Linked DNA regions of Arachis hypogaea: region 1 is linked to region 2. The links are chromatin contacts, called in public Hi-C maps. All regions are on one chromosome and are shown on one strand. Each heading gives the region's core, a stretch centred on a gene start, on an enhancer-like site or on the middle of the called end of the contact. The rest is flanking DNA. Distances are from core to core; before and after follow the strand shown.

Region 1 (5,249 bases), core at 1,915-4,414, 64 kb after region 2:
GAAACGGTAGCATAATAAAGAAAGAGGAATGATAGTGTGACACTTAATTAGCATGAAGAATACCAATTGAGTACGTAAGTCGTTTATGCTAACATAGAATGAAAGAGGCAAAATAAATAAATAAATAAATAAATAAAGAACTTAGTTTTCAAGAATACAGGGCAGAAAATGACAAGAATGTTATGTATAAAGTTATCCCCAAAATTTTCTTTTCTATTATTATTATTATTAAACCGCAAGCAAAAATTGAAGGGGAGAGCCAATAGAAATGAAATCAATCAATGGAGGCGAGCCGTTGGTTTCAGTCTTATAAACAGTAAGAGGAAGGATTACGTGTAATAAAATTTCCATGTGATTGTTTCATTTCTTTCCATGTGGTGTTCAAAATATATTTTTACATTCTTATAAATTTCTGTGGTCGAAAAAAAACTAATCAATATATATATTTATGCACAAATAGATTTTGAGTTTTTATAATTGAAGAGGATAAAATTTTGCAGCGACTTTGATTTCCTACCAGCTTCTTTTATAATTTATATTATACGGATAAGGATATGTTTGTCTCATCTCCACTGATTTGATGTTCGTTTCTTTCTTGGGCTAATAATTGTGATTACATGATTCAATTGAGCTTTGCTTTTTTGTGGTGTTAATGTTACATTTTAATTTGACTAATGAAATGAATGATTTTGTTGACAGGGTGGGCCTAGGACATGCTGTCGTGTCTTTTCTTCCTTTACAACAGTTTCATATTTAGTGGGAAAAATATATATTCATTTTCCCCATTTAGTGTTTCATACTTTCATTGTAATTCCATTTTCTTATGTTTTTGATGTTCCTCTGTTATTAGTACGTGTGAGTGGAGTGTGCAGCTTTTAGTTTATAGATTTTGTACCATATGTAATCAAGAATTGAAATACAGGACTTGTACATGTATTCTGTAATAATAGCTTGATTTATTCTTATAGTTATATTCTTATTTATTGAAGCTTCTCTATCATTTTCTTTTATATATAAAATTCACCCCATATTTTTTCCCAACCAAACATTTATAGACGTGAATATAGTTGGAACAGAAAATGAAATAACTTCATTAGAAAAATGAAAAGAAAGATTATTTCCATGTTTTATCTAAAGTTCTGATTAACAAAATATTGCACCTTGTTAAGTGCATGACAATCTTCACTGACACTAAAGTCGTATCAAATGAGATAATGTATTCCCTGACATTCGAATTCCAAAGTTTAAACCTTATCAAATCAAGACACATAAAACATAAAATTAAGTTACAAAAAGATAGTAAAGCATGGCCACCTGGTGTTCGTGGACCCAAGGATCTGGAACAGCGTAACAAATCAAAATTTCCATACTTTATTTTGTTAATTATTTCAATGATGGTTCTTGAAAGTTCTTCCACGTTAATCAGAGTCCTAAGATGTCACCATCACAATTGCACAGAATTTGTATGGGAAGAAAAAAAGAAAAGAAAAAAAAGCAGAATCATAATCATAAATACACATCACAAACAAAAATTCAGCATTAGAATAAGGATCCCTTCATAGTCTCAAGTTGAAAATCATAATACGGTTAATACCTATATCTATACTGTTAAAATCATGAACACAAGAAAGGACCACTGGACCACATTCATGATTTGTCATCAGTAATAAAGGCATAGATGCACTCATTTAGAAACTTTGATTCTCATAGAAAAGTTTATAGGCTGTCGAGAAGTCTAGGGCCATCCTTAAAATAATCGAAGCTTGCTTCAATCACGCTTTAAACTGCCATTCTCTTCGGCACATGGGACAATGAGCTTGTGATGTCTGAGAATTCACCCATTTTAGAATACAGTGCAAATGAAATGCATGATTGCATGCTCCCCACACTGCAAGAAATTGGACAGAGAACATTTTTAAGCTTCTTACAGATACATAAGCATTTATATTTACATAATCCTGCAATTTTCATCACTCAGACAATTAACCAATACAAATCTAGTCCCACATGAAAACAGATTTTGTCCAGAAATTAATGCGACATATTTTGTCCAACACATACATAAAAATCTAAATTCAACAGAAACTGTCTCGCTATATATGTAAGCAATAACAACAGAGCTTCACAATCATTCAAGACATTTGATCAAGGAAACATCAAAATTTGATATACTCATTATACATGTGGAACTACAAATGGTATCCTAATTTGTAAGCGACCTGCACTACAGAGAATTAAAAACTACTGAAAAATAATAGTCTCAATGATTCGTGAAAGAGAGAGGTATTCGGATCCCTGTACATGCAACAACCCAAGATTACAAGGATAAATCAGCAAAGGAGTGGTTCATATATTAGTAACTGCTGGAAATATGATTTCTGAAGCTTGCTTAGGATCCCACATTAGGATCACTACTATTCACAAAAATTCCTATAGTTAACAGAAATCACAAGCAAATGCTACACGCTGGACCATGATACTGCTTGAGTAGCAAGGAAGTCCCATAAGTGAAAGATAATTCAGAAATTTAACTAGGACCATTCAGCACAAACATTATAACAAGAAGGGTGAGAATAGGACAGACCATGACATCAGCAGCTGAGTGGCCCGGGAAAACAGTTAGAAAGCATAGGAGGGATTTATTTTGAATAAAGGAGGAAGTCAGTTAGCTGGTTGTTTTCATTTGTAACAGCAACTAAGAGGTGTTTGGTTTGCGTTTTCATTTTTAGTGTTTTCTGTTTTCCAATTTTTGTAAAGGAAAAACAGAAAACAGTAAAAACAATAAAATCTTGTTTTCTATTTTTTCTTCACAAAATTCTGAAAATAGAAAACTGAAATGACAATACAAACCAAACGCACCCCAAGAGTCTCGAGGCTCTAGAATTCGTCAGAGGAATGAAGGAGAGTAATCCCCTTTTGTATCTTCTAGGGTTCTTGACACATTGTCATGGCACCCCAATCCAATACACATTCCTTTTTGCATTTACATGTGGAATTGATACCAGTTCTAAAAGAAATCCACCAGACTATATTGTCAGTAGCTTACTCAGTGGGCAGTCGTCGCCAGGAAGTTTACAGTCAGGACAGCATCCATCAAAGGCCATCCTACAAATGCCACACGTTTCATCTTGAGCATCCCAAGTCCAGGAAGCAACTGCATGCCATCTATATTTCACAAAAAGAGATTAAAACAATGAGGACATTTAGCACTTAGGGTTTGCTTGATTTAGAAGGAATAGAAAGAATAACAGAGGCTGAGAACATGGCAAAAAAGATTTTACATTCGCTTGGTACAACATGAATTTCAACGTATTGAAACTTGAAAGTGAAACTCAACTCAATTTCAAACCAGATCTATGATTTTCTTTCCCTCCATAGTGTTTGGCTGTTGTCATGAAATAAGTTTCACCAAATTTTTGTATTCATAACTAACAGCAGCAACTAAAATTTAAAACCTTTCCATTCCACTTATTTCATACCCCTCCTCTCTATTTTCAACTTTTATTTTTCTTTTTCTTTCTGCCAAGAAATTGAAAATGCAGTTTCAACTCATCCTTAAAGCAAAAACATTAGACTTGGTTTATCCTCTCACAACATGAATTAAGTTGAACCCCAAGAAAAAAGGGTCAAGAATAAAAACAAAAATCATAGCATTCATGTCTAACTTCATTTGCAAGCCAAATCCAAATATTCCACCTTTTCTAACAAGCATAACACCTCAATTATTTACGAGATATGACAATCAAACTGCCATAAAAGTCTAAGCCTAGGAAATACTTAAAAGACAAACTGAAGTTAACAACAATTCGTCACTGTATAAAGTAATATTCAAGGTAAGAAAAAGAGAACATACTCTTTTCAGAAGATCAAGAAACACCCAGACAGAAACCTGTGTCAAGGAAAGCAGCTATTCTTTTCTGGAAATTCCCAAAACTAGATATGTTGACAAGAAATAGGCTCAATCTAGAAACACACAACACCATGAAGAAAAGACACAGACACTTCAAATGCAAAAGGGATTAAAACAAATTAAAAGATGAAGAATAGAAAATGGGAAACCATGAACCAAGTGACAAGAAGTACGGGATCTTGAGAAGGATACGTAATATCTTGACTTTCATCTTTGTCCCCTGCAAAGGCAAGTAGAAGACAAGGGTGCAGCTTTACAGGTTAGTTGAAATGGGAAGTTGAGAAGGATTTGAAATCTGAGAGGTTAAACAGCTCCTCAATAAAAATTCACATCCTTAATTTTAGGTGTGATGGAATATTTTTTGAGATTTTGAGTTCAACTAGGAACCAAACTATTTTTCCGCCAATATCAGCCGGTTTTTTTTTTTTTAAATGATCATTTTACCCTAAATTTTATACCTTAAATCCTAACCATAAACCCTAAACTCACCAAAAAATGAGAGTTAAAAAAGTAATTTTACAATAAAGAAAAGTTAGTTAACATTGACCAATTAAAAATTGGTTCCTTATATTTATTATTTCATAAAACTGGAGGCGACAGACATAGCATAAGCACACATTACATATAATGTACAAATTTAACAAGAGTGACATTGCAAGAGATTATATTCTAAGATGACGTCTAATCGCAATACAACAACAACAATAACAAAGCCCTAATCCACTAGGCATAGGTTCCTACGTGGATCAAATGGAGCCATACTGCCCTGTCATTCGAATAGAATAGTACTTGGTAATTACAACTTGTTTAAGAAATGAAAGTAACCAAAACTCTGGTCCAGCCACGAACTTACTTGGAATTCTAAATTCAATAACCTAACCTATTGACTATTGTAGCTCAAATCAGGAATAAGGAAATTATAAACCGTTAGAATGCCAGCAAATTAAAATTATATCATATCTATTTTCTTTTAAACAATTTGATCACACCTCAGAATTCAAATCTAGTTTTGAAAAACCTAAATTCCTAAATCAACTAATTACGTAAATTAAGTAGAGAAAAAAAGAAAAGAACTCACTAGTGGCTACAGAAACAGAAGCAGCGGGCAGAAGAGGACAGCCGCGAGCATTGGCAATTGTGACAATGAGACGATCGACGAGGGTAGCAAGGGTAAGCCCTTTTTTTTGGTGACTTATTTTTTTTTGGGAACTAAGGCGCATAGTTATCAGAACCGAACCGATAATTGACCCGGTCATACAACTGGGTAACTGGTTCAACCGGTGGGTCGCTACTCGCTAATTCACTCACTTGACCGGTTATAATTAAATAAAAATATAAA
Region 2 (5,279 bases), core at 2,625-5,124:
TGATATTATTGAAGAATAAAATTAAAATTTATTTCTATGTATCGATTTTGTCTCCAACGTTTTTGTTCTATTCAAGTCCCCAACATTTCAAAATCGTCTCAATTTTGTCTTGCCGTCAATTTTATTAACGGATCCCTAACGGCAGGACAACATTGAGTCAATTTTGAAACGTTAGGGACTTAAATAGGACGACTGAAACGTTAGGGACAACTTTGATATTTACCCCAAATGTTGGGGACAAAAACGATACTTTACTCATTGTTCATATTATTGTTCAGTTTATGGTTGGTAATTTGGTATTGCTGGTTATTGATTTATTGTTCAGTTTATTGATGGTCAGTTTATTGTTGATAATTTGGTATTGCTGGTTATTGATTTATTGTTCAATTTATTGAGATCAGTTTATTGTTCAATTTATGATCAGTTTATTCTTGGTAATTTGGTATTGCTGGTTGTTGATTTATTGTTCAGTTTATTGCTGGTTTTTAATTTATTTGTTGCTGTGTTTCTGTCCTTGATTTATTGTATTTATTTATGTAGTTTGACGTCAGTTCAAGTGAGAATATGGGAGACACTGGATTGCCGCCAGTTCCTCTTTCGAATGAATCAACAAGCATCAGATCTCCGACTGCATTGCCTGCTATGCCAGCTCCTCACTGAAACACAAGGAAGCTTGCTAGTAGAGGCCGAGAAAAGGGCGGGCTGTTGAAGAAGCTCCCATTGATGACTCCGCTGAAACTGAGGCTGACGAAGGTAAGAGAAAACCTTGTAGACCTAGGTCTTGGACATAGGATCACTTTACTAAAGATGAAACTAGTAATCCACAGTATCCTAGAGCTAAATGTAATTGGTGTGGGGCTAGTTATGCTTGTGATACACATAAAAATGACACTAGTAACATGAAAAATCATTTGTTGTCGCAATGCAAAAAATTTTGGAAGGAGGCATTAGATCCTACCCAAAAGATTCTTTATTTTCAAGATGTGATAAAAGATGATAGGAATGCATAGGTAGTTCACTTTCTGCTATGTCATTTGATGTTGATCGTTGTAGATAAGTTTTTAAAAATATTTATGATGTAATTAACAAAGTTTATGGTTCAACGTTTGTCACATCTTCTCGACACTTTAATGACTTTTGTAAAATATTGTCTACACTTAAGCATTGGATGGGAAGCTTAGATACGGTGCTTTCAGGCATGGCTAAGAAAATGAAGTCCAAGTATGATAAAGATATTAAGAAAATATAAAAAACACAAACATGATGATTTTCATTGCAGTGGTTCTTGATCCTAGGTATAAGCTTCAATTGATTAAGTGGAGTTTTGAAAAGTTGTATGAAAAAGAAGATGTTGAATTCTTGACTTCAAAGGTGAAGGAGACGCTTTTCAAGGTGTTTGATAGCTATAGGCTGTTTGGTGGTAACTATCAAAGATCTACTTGGCAAGATCCTCCTGAAATTGGCACACAAGAGCTTGAGGCACATGAAACTTCTTTTGCTATGGAATTTGAGAAGGAAATACAATTCAATGAGAGTGTTAACAAAAAATGAGGTGGAGTTATATCTTATAGAGGCATTAGAAAAGAGTGGCGTGCAATTTGACATTCTAAATTGGTGGAAAGTGAATTCCACTACATATCCAATTCTTGGGCAGATTGCAAGAGACGTTTTAGCCATGCCAATTTTCACGGTTGCTTCAGAATCAGCATTTAGTACAGGAGGAAGGGTGTTGAATAATTATAGGAGTTCTCTAACTCTGATGACAGCTGAAGCGTTAATTTGTACACAAAATTGGCTCCGAAACTCTCCAAAACTTGTCCTTGAGGAACTCATCGAGGAACTGGAGAAGTTGGAATTAGGTATGGTTAAGTTTCTATTTATAATTTTCTTTATTTTAATATAGTTTTTATTAATATATATTATTTGTTATGATTGTTTCTTGTTTTATATATTTTATAGAAGTTGCACCCACTCCTGATCCTAATGAAGAAGATTCTGGTGTTGAGTCTGATTGAGTACATCTTGGTATGGTATGAATTGTTTTCTTTATATTATTATTGTTGTTGTTGTTGTTATTGTTGTTATGTAACTCTTTTTTTTTTATTTAAGGTTGGTTTGCACTAAGAAGTTTAGCTGTTTCGTTGTAGAAGACACCATAACTTTGCTATTTTTTAATGATAATTTATTTTTATTTTCAGTTGTGTTGATTGTTGAACTATTAAACTTCTTTAATTGTCGTATTTGAATTCCTTTTGTCGTTAAATTTTATTAGATCAAGACTTTGTTAGCTATCGTGTATTTGTATTTTTTGATTTCAATGTTATGACTTTGTGAAATAGTATAGTAGTATTTTTTTAATTGATTAAAAAAACGGAATTGGTTTGATTTGGTTCGGATAGCTTTAATAAAAAAATTGAACCAAACCGAACCATAATTTAATTAAACAATCGAATTAAATAATTTTTTTTTCAAAAACTGAACCAGACCGTATCACAAACACTCTACTTATTCGTACTCTATTATGAATTTTGGCTAATACCATACTAATATTATTAAAAATTCAGGAAGACTTAATAAGAAAAAAGTGTCAGAACTATATAATGAAAGTTACTTTTAATTAATTAATTTATCATTATTATTTATTTTAAATTTAACTAGGAAAGAGCTATTTTTTTTTTTGGTCTTGAACTAGTAAAGACTAAAGAGCTTATCGTTTGTTTTTACTCTCTTTTTTTATTTTTGTCTACAACACACGTTTACGCTCGCTATTTATTTTGTGATTTTAACCAAGACTCGAATCTATGTGCAGCTCTTTACAAAACATGTTAGAACATACATTTACACTCACACACTATCTATTTTCTGATTTTAATCAAGACTCGAATCCATGTGCAGCTTTTTACAAAAAATAAGCTAAAATAGATCCAACTTTATCCTTAACAGGCTAAATTTATAATGTATTAAATTGGTATATAGTCTATTACACTTTATTTTTTAAATATTAAGACTGGCATGTTATTGAATTTGAATTGATTTAAAATCTAATAATAAATTTGATATATATATTTTTTATTTAAATAAAAAAATTTAAAAAATTATTTTTTTAAAAAAATATTTATGTATAATATACTAAGTTTAATTCTTATAATAATATTTAAATTTTTAAAATATTTAAAATATAAAAAAATTATAACAAAATATAATAAATTTAAAAATTTTATAACTTTTTAAATATATAAAATTATTTATATATTTATTTATATTTTAACAGATTTAGACATGTCAGATTAATCTATTCAACTATTTTATAAGTTTAGATCTGATTTATTAATAAAATTAAATTTTTAAATTAATCTGAATTTAAAACTATTTTATAACAGATCAGGTCAGAATAGGCTGAATGTTTGCCGGCTCTGACAGACTATCTAATCTATTTCCACCCTTAATGCTATTACCTCAGTTGCGTTTATTTATTTATTTTTTCTTTATCATATAATAAATTTAAAAATTTTATAGCTTTTTAAATATATAAAATTATTTATATATTTATTTATATTTTAATAAATTTAGACATGCCAGATTAATCTATTTAACTATTTTATAAGTTCAGATCTGACTTTTTAATAAAATTAAATTTTTAAATCAATTTGAATTTAAAATTATTTTATAACAGATCAGATTAGAATACTATCTAATCTATTTTCACCCTTAATGTTATTGCCTCAGCTGCGTTTATTTATTTATTTTTTCTTTATGATATTACATTTGTGAAACATGGGCTTTTGATATTGATACTGGAAAGTATAACATGGGCTTTCTGATCCAACAATTGATTTCCAATTCAGTTAAAGCAGCCCACCAAAAAATTATTTATGCCAATGAGCCTTGGCTCTAGTGGCATTTCTCCCCCCTCCCCACCTCAAGGTCTAGGGTTCAAACCCTAGAGAATGCAATTAAGGAAAATTGTGAAAATATGTGAGGAGTGTGTGGGTGTGTTGTGTACTTAGGATTGGGGGTTGTCCAATCCATTGGAGTACCTAGGATTGGGGGTTGTCCAATCCACCGACCAAAAAAAAAAAAAAAAAAAAAGAAAAAAGCAAGCCGAGGCCTACTTGATTTATTCGTCTAATCCTATTTGTGATGCGAATGTGATCATGTGAACTTTGAAGCTTCTTTATTTGCTGATAAATGAAAACGGATCTTTTTAATTATTGTTCTCAATTGATATGAAAGGAAAAAGTCACTCTAAAATTAATAATATCATTCTCATTTGATGAAATTTTATTATAAATATGCTTTATACTAAGAATAATGTCTCAATTTCGAAGTGATATTAAATTTGAAGTAACAAATTTACTGCTCCTAATAAGTTAGGGTACAACTTATGATTTTTTGTTCCTTGTTGTCTTGCTGACTATGGTGGTGTAGGAAATATGTCGGATTTTGTGTGTATTAGGTAACTATTTAAGCAGTTTAATCTCTAAGTATATACTTAGTTCATCAGAAAAGTAATACTATAAATTTAATTATATACTATTGCTAATAAAACCGTAAAAAGTATTTTGTCGGAGACACGTGTCCCTACAGACAATTAGTTACTGAAATATTTTAAACGTTTGTGCTTTGATAAAATTGAAATAAATTATGTAAAAGATGTATAAAAGTCCAGTAAAAGAAAAAACGAAATTGATAAGTGAGATGTAATAAGTAAAAGTTTAAGAATTTTTGTCAATTAAATCTAATTAGGTTGGCTTAAATTTAATAAAAATTACTCATATAATATATACATAAATTATATACTTTTTTGCGTTTTCTTTTCTTCATGTATTTTTTATTATTATTATTCTTTTATTATTATTGTAATCACTACAATAATATACACTATTTTTTAAGATTATATGTGTAAAAAACAAATTAAAATTCGTCAAAAAAATAAAATTTGACACTATTTTAATTATGAAAATATATTAATAAAAGTTGTCAAAAATAATATTTTTAACATATAAGTAATTATAAAAAAACTTAAATTTTATTTTGATAAATATTGACCGTAAAAAATAATTTATTAAAAAAATTGAGAATATATTTTCTGTGATACTTATTAACCGTAAAAAATACTATTTATTTTGATACTTATTGACCATAAAAAATTCTCAACAAAAATTTTTAACAAAGAATGAGATGAGATCTTGAATCTGAAGAATAAACTGAGATGTTGAAGATGAAAAATGAGTAGTATAATCTCAAACTGAGAGCAGTGTGATGCTAAAATTGACAGA

What was found. A called contact is a pair of places that touch in the nucleus more often than the background predicts.
Region 1: a Hi-C map of leaf shows a contact between it and region 2, with 2.4 times the contacts expected there. The contact joins the promoter of LOC112710673 here to the enhancer-like site in region 2. A contact is called at or near these places in 6 of 8 Hi-C or Micro-C datasets (leaf and an unstated tissue).

The regions. Positions count from the first base shown.
Region 1 is chr9:21,379,760-21,385,008 of arahy.Tifrunner.gnm2.J5K5, forward strand. It overlaps LOC112710673 (anaphase-promoting complex subunit 11), which reads right to left and starts at 3,165. Exons shown (of 2, transcript XM_025763019.2): 1 at 3,047-3,165; 2 at 1,504-1,888. The coding sequence starts at 3,104. The coding sequence ends at 1,773. It overlaps LOC140175296 (a long non-coding RNA gene), which reads right to left. Exons shown (of 2, transcript XR_011865557.1): 2 at 4,103-4,205. It overlaps LOC112710674 (a long non-coding RNA gene), which reads left to right. Exons shown (of 3, transcript XR_003156948.3): 3 at 700-967.
Region 2 is chr9:21,314,912-21,320,190 of arahy.Tifrunner.gnm2.J5K5, forward strand. No RefSeq gene overlaps it. Among protein-coding and RNA genes, the nearest start is that of LOC112710671, 26 kb to the left of the region's middle. Within about 2 kb of position 3,875, at least 2 of the 3 cell types and tissues checked have open chromatin away from gene starts, as enhancers often do.